Regions from separate parts of the Mus musculus genome. Here region 1 is linked to region 2. The links are chromatin contacts, called in public promoter capture Hi-C maps. All regions are on one chromosome and are shown on one strand. Each heading gives the region's core, a stretch centred on a gene start, on an enhancer-like site or on the middle of the called end of the contact. The rest is flanking DNA. Distances are from core to core; before and after follow the strand shown.

The links. Promoter capture Hi-C pulls out the DNA fragments that hold promoters and counts their contacts.
Region 1: a contact with region 2 is called in a promoter capture Hi-C map of liver, with 7 times the contacts expected there. The contact joins the promoter of Mterf1b here to the enhancer-like site in region 2. A contact is called at or near these places in 6 of 39 promoter capture datasets (the 3T3-L1 cell line, the SN4741 cell line, cranial neural crest and 3 more), 1 of 15 datasets of contacts at CTCF or cohesin (pro-B cells), 31 of 484 Hi-C or Micro-C datasets (the Ba/F3 cell line, the G1E-ER4 cell line, the HL-1 cell line and 19 more), 2 of 115 datasets of contacts at active chromatin or transcription factors (bone marrow-derived macrophages and neural tube) and 2 of 9 other capture datasets (adipose tissue and macrophages).

What each region holds. Positions count from the first base shown.
Region 1 is chr5:4,190,989-4,193,688 of GRCm38.p6, forward strand. It overlaps Mterf1b (mitochondrial transcription termination factor 1b), which reads left to right and starts at 1,379. Exons shown (of 2, transcript NM_001042670.1): 1 at 1,379-1,430.
Region 2 is chr5:4,958,569-4,961,268 of GRCm38.p6, forward strand. The region is part of intron 10 of Cdk14 (cyclin-dependent kinase 14); the gene reads right to left. Among named protein-coding and RNA genes, the nearest start is that of Fzd1, 200 kb to the left of the region's middle. Within about 2 kb of position 1,258, at least 15 of the 459 cell types and tissues checked have an H3K27ac peak or open chromatin away from gene starts, as enhancers often do. A contact at or near this core is called in liver and muscle stem cells, where this site is marked.

The sequences.
Region 1 (2,700 bases), core at 129-2,628, 770 kb before region 2:
GCTAAGGCATGTCTGTATTATAGCTAGAGTAGCCATGTTGTTACATTAAAATCCCTCTACAGACCCTGAGTGTAATTACAGGAAGATGTAGATTTGTGTAATTGACAAGGATGTAGAAAGGACATTTGTTTATTGAATCCTGGAATCTATGGATGGTGGTATTTTACCCGTGGGTTCTCTTAGAGGAATGGAGGGCTAATTCCTTTCTCACTCTAATTGAGTTTGTTGAGACTCAAACAAGGAAAAGCTAGTGAGGCAGACATAAAGGCACAATAATCAATATTACTAGTTATATCATTATTATCAATCTTTGGTTAAAAGAGGACAGGGACAATTCTGAAGATAGCACAGACATGGCATTTGATCTACACATTGAGTCTAAGTCCTGAGGGTTTTAAGTCTAATTTTAGGGAGGGGTTTATCTTGATGTAGACTTCCCTACTCTCCTCCTTCCAAGTGAGGTCATCTAAAATCACAAGCATCATCACATGTCACTATCCTTTCAAAACGAAATGGCAAAGGAGAGAGATTTGCATAGCAGCACAACTTTGATACAAAGTTGTCTCAACAACAACAACAACAACAACAACATCCCTCAAGGAAGATGAGAACCCCAGAACAGCCTCTTGGGAAACATTGTCTACCACACTGCTCCTAGTTCTCTTTTTCTCTTCTTTGCCCCTCATCTTTCCCTCCCTGCCCTTCGTCTTCCCAACCTCTCCAATATCTCAGCTGCACCTTTTCCTCATTGATATCACTTTCAAGAGGACTAAAGCCATCTCCTGGTGTTCATAAATGAAAATCCATGGGGCATGCTGAGGAGAGAATATTCTGGCAGAAGCGAGACCATGGGAGTTACGGTCCAGAAGGCCGAGGTTGTCTTGCTTTCCGCAAGCCACACGTGCACCGTAAATAGCTACTGAGTAATCCCAGGCAAGGAATAAGCTGTGATCAGTAGTTTCACTTTCTGAGTAAACTGATTATTAATAATTTAAATTCCCAAATAGAAATCTTTATTCTTACAAACACCAAACCAAACAGAAAAATGCAGAAGAATTTGGGGGAAAAAAAACCCAACCAACCTACCAAACAAACAAAGACCCCCAAGGTCTATAAAGCAACCTAAAAGAAAGAGATCAAACCGAACCTGTTCTTTGGTGCAGGCAGAATCTCAGCCCCAGCCAGAGGGAAGCCTTGGCGCCGCCCTGTGGTCTCGAACCAGCCCAGAGCCCAGAGTCCCCGCAGCCACAGTCTCAGCCGCCCCCTGCTGGGCTCCCGCGGTCAGGCGGCCGAGGATTTAGGCACAGCGCGCCGGGCTAGTGACGTCACCTCTGCGCCAGGCCGAGGCCGGAAGTCAGCCGTTACTTCCGCACTCCGCTCCCTCCCGGGCGTCCAGAGGCGGAAGTGAAAGGTGTCTACCGGGAGCGTTGGTAGGAGCGCGGATGCAGTGTGCGGGCTGGGGCTGGGGAGCTGCTGGAGCCTTTGCGAGCGGCTTGCGAGTCTCTGCTAGACAGGGCGATGAATGGCTAAAGGCCATTGCAGAACTGCCCGAGGGAAGGCGAGCCTTCGATGTGGGATTACGGCGGTTCTGAGTTTAGACTCATCAAGCCCTCCACACTTCGTACAGCAAAGAGCTCGGCATTGGCTCGGAATTTGTAACTTTAGGGACAGTGCCCACCCTTAGGTTGTTGTATATATAGGGCATTACGAAATAATGTATGTGTAACGTGGGGTTCTGGTATTAAAGTGCGTTTGCGATTCCGCTACCTTCCCCCCATGCGTTGCCGTTTTCTTTTTATTATGACTGAGAAATGTTTAGTTTGCGAGAGGTCGTGCATCTCACAAAAATGATTTGACCTGGACTTCTTTATTCTCTACTACACTGGCGATATTTTTGCCTTTTTCTTTTCCAAATTAGTGGTGTGGTGGTAGAAACATCGGTTTTTACCTTTTCTGGAGAGATCTAAAGTCTCTTATGACAAAGTCGACATCGATATGTAGTTCTGTTCAAAACAAAACAAAACAACCCTGTACACTTAAATGCTGTGTCAAAAGAGTAGCGGGATTGTGGAATTCCCAAAGATTAGCAGTTTTCTTTAAACACCTGTTAGCTTTCCAGCTGTGGGATGGGGTGGGGTGGAGGGGACGGGAAGGGACAGGGACATAAATCTTCCATCTTGAACCTCGGTAGTTACAGTCACCAAGATGTTGGTGATATTCATGAAATTTAACGAAGCTTAAGAAAATGGTTTATTTTAGAGGAAGATTGAAGGCAATTATTCGATATTTGCTTTTTTTAAAATTTGTCTTGGGATAGTTAATTTGCCAGAGGTTACAAATTCAGCTCAACAATCTGTTTTTAAAAGGACATTGTGTTTATACAATGACTTGCAAATACAACTTGGGTTCATGAAAATGACCCTTTTTCTTTTCTGAAAGAAAAGACAATTTAACTCAGAAAAGTGCACGTGCTTTCCCGCCTGCGAGTGCGCTCATATGTGAGCTTTGAGTTTGATAAGATAGTAGTAGTAAGTGCTGAGGGGAGAGAGCATCTACTGAGAAGGTGATGGGAATATGAGAATTATGAGGAAAAACAATAGGACATGCTTCTAATGGAGAATACACACACACACACTCATGTGTGTGACATGAAAGTAAAAGAGGGACTTTGGGAAGATAGATACAGATTCCATTATTTGT
Region 2 (2,700 bases), core at 8-2,507:
CACAATGGGAGATGTGAACCCCAACTACAAACTGCTTTAGCTGGCAAAGAGAACATGGCATGATACCTATCACCTTCATAAAAACGTTAGTCCCTTCTTTGGTTATCTTTCCATTCTTTTGAGAATATCAAGAAGAAAAGCTTCATCTCATCTGGGTGTTTGTTTTTACGACCTCCCAGGCACTCGGCTCTCACTCCCTTAAGGGAAGTAGGACTTAGGTTCAGGATCCGGGGTGGGTAAGATCAAACTTAATATTACGTACCCCTTACGTATTTTCATTGGTTTCATTTTACCTTGTTTTCTATTATGGGAATGCTTAAGGGATCTCTGGTTTTTTGAAGTCATATGAACAAGCAAAATTACTTGAAAGGAGTTTATTGAAAGGAAAATATTAAGCCACTGAGAGAGGCCATGCTACATACAGCAGAGATCTCAGATACAGAGACAGAAAAGCTGATTGAGGGGCTGTGTTGGTGGAGGAGGGGAGAGCAATACTGAGTCCATCAATAGTGAGATACCCCTAGAAAGGAACTACAGGGTAGGTGGCTTTCAGGACAAAATGCTAGGAAGGAGCATATTTGGTTCTACCCTGCACACATAGAGGAGGTGACTGGGGACTCCTCAGGACTGCCCCCAGAGCAGAGCAAATGCATATAAAGATGGGACAGGAGTCTCTACACTGTTTTAAACTTCTTTGCTTGCTATTTTTATACACATCTCAATCACATTAATGTTACTTTCATTATACGTTATGATTTTAGTGTCCCTGTATGGTCTTAAATATATTCATTTTTCTCCTTCTCTTGACACCCACTTACTCGCTAAGCCCAGGATCTCCCCGGAACCTATGTGTCATCATCCTTACCTTATTTCAAGTTATACATCCACACTCCTAACTGGTCTTTTGAAAATCAGACTTGATCAACTGTTACTCTGTGAGTCAAAAGCTTCACACTGTGGCCAAACCCCGTCTCCCCTGACACACTTAAGCTGCTGGCTGAGGCCTGCAGAACCCCCTTCTCCGCTTATCTAATTGTTTACACATTCTTGTCCCTTCATACTCTCCCACTGGTCCTTCAGTGCCTGCATCTGGCACATTCTCCCGTTAGCCACACAATGTTCCCACATGCAGTTCTGAAGTCTGGACATCTGTGCCCTCTCCATGTAATTAGCTGCTAATTAATTTTTCAGTCCTGTGTTGAAACCTTGTTCTCAGGTCAAGTCCCACGACCTGTGCACCAGGGCAGGATTCCTGTCATACGCAACACCACAGCTTCATAGCAACTGCCACAGATTAAATTTTAGCAAGTGTTTACTTTGCACTCTGATTTCTTTGTTTGTTTTCTCTTTTACTTTCTATTTCTTTTGCCTATCAAGTCTACGGCATAAAGTGGGCACTAAATATCTATTGAATAAACTACATAGACTTGAACTGGTATCAGGAGGAGCCCATGACTGAACTCAGTCGCCTTCAAAATAAAGGCTGTACAAGGTGTGTGTTTCCCATGCTATTTAACTCTGTACTCCTAAAGAACAGAAACGAATGCTCTCGTTTCCTTCTAAAAACCGGACAGCCAGGTGACTGAAGAGAAAGGCTGCGTACAGGGCTCCAGGGAAGAAGGTTTAGTACGTGTCCACACTTGTCCACAAAGAGCATCCACCTTCCATCGCCTGAGTGTCATCGCCACGTGAAATGCAGGACAGGACCACTAAGGCTGTCCCTTTACATAGGGGACTAGGTGAAGCCAAGAATTCCTATGAAATTACTCTAAACATGACAAAGTTCATCCCGTGAGAAATTCATTGATTATATTTTACACAAACTGCAAATGCAATGGGCCCTCTTTCTGAATGCAGTGGCAAGGAGCTGCACTGTAACTTGCGCAGTGTATGTCACCTTTAGCGTAGTTGGTTGTTATTCCCTGATGCACCTTGCTGCCCCCGAGAAGCACAGGGAAAGGCTGCTGAGCTACAAAGTGGCTCAGTTCAAGAGCAGATCACTTGGCAAGGAAGACAACGGTCTTGGTCTCAAGAGCTGAACTTCCTGGCTCCCAGAGGACCGGGAAGTCTCCAGGAATCCCCTTTGTCATTCTTTCCCTTTCAGCACACACATATATGAAAATGTGTCTGGGCGGGTATGTATCGTGTAAGTGTACCCATATATACACACCAGCCCCCTCTTCAGCATTTCATCAGTGACTTGACGTGGAAATAGAGGAATTGTGTAGCTGGCCTTTGCTACTTTGTGGGTTCTTCTTTTTTCCACCCTTTATCCCCTCGGTTTCACTCCCTAATACTAGATAGGAGAGAAACAAGGATAGAATAAAAAGAAAGCCCTGCATCTAACTTATTTCTTTGGTTTTTCTTTGGCTATGGCTACTAACAAGCCTCAACCAACCTCCCTTAATGACCAACTACCACCTCCCCTGCATCTCGGGAGCCTAGCATCTATGCATCTTCTGGAAACTTCCCAGAATTCCAAAGGTTACACAACTGCAGAAAATTATCTGCAGTTGTCAAGACCACACTTCTGTTAGCGCACTGGGCAAGTCATAGTCAGCTGCTGTGGATAACGAAGCAGCCCCACACCCCTACACCAGGGATTAAAACAAAAGCACATTCTTATAATATTTCTGTATTTTCAAAAGAAACCAAAATCCCAGAATTCTCAAAAAATGTCACTACAGAGCTGTTTTACAC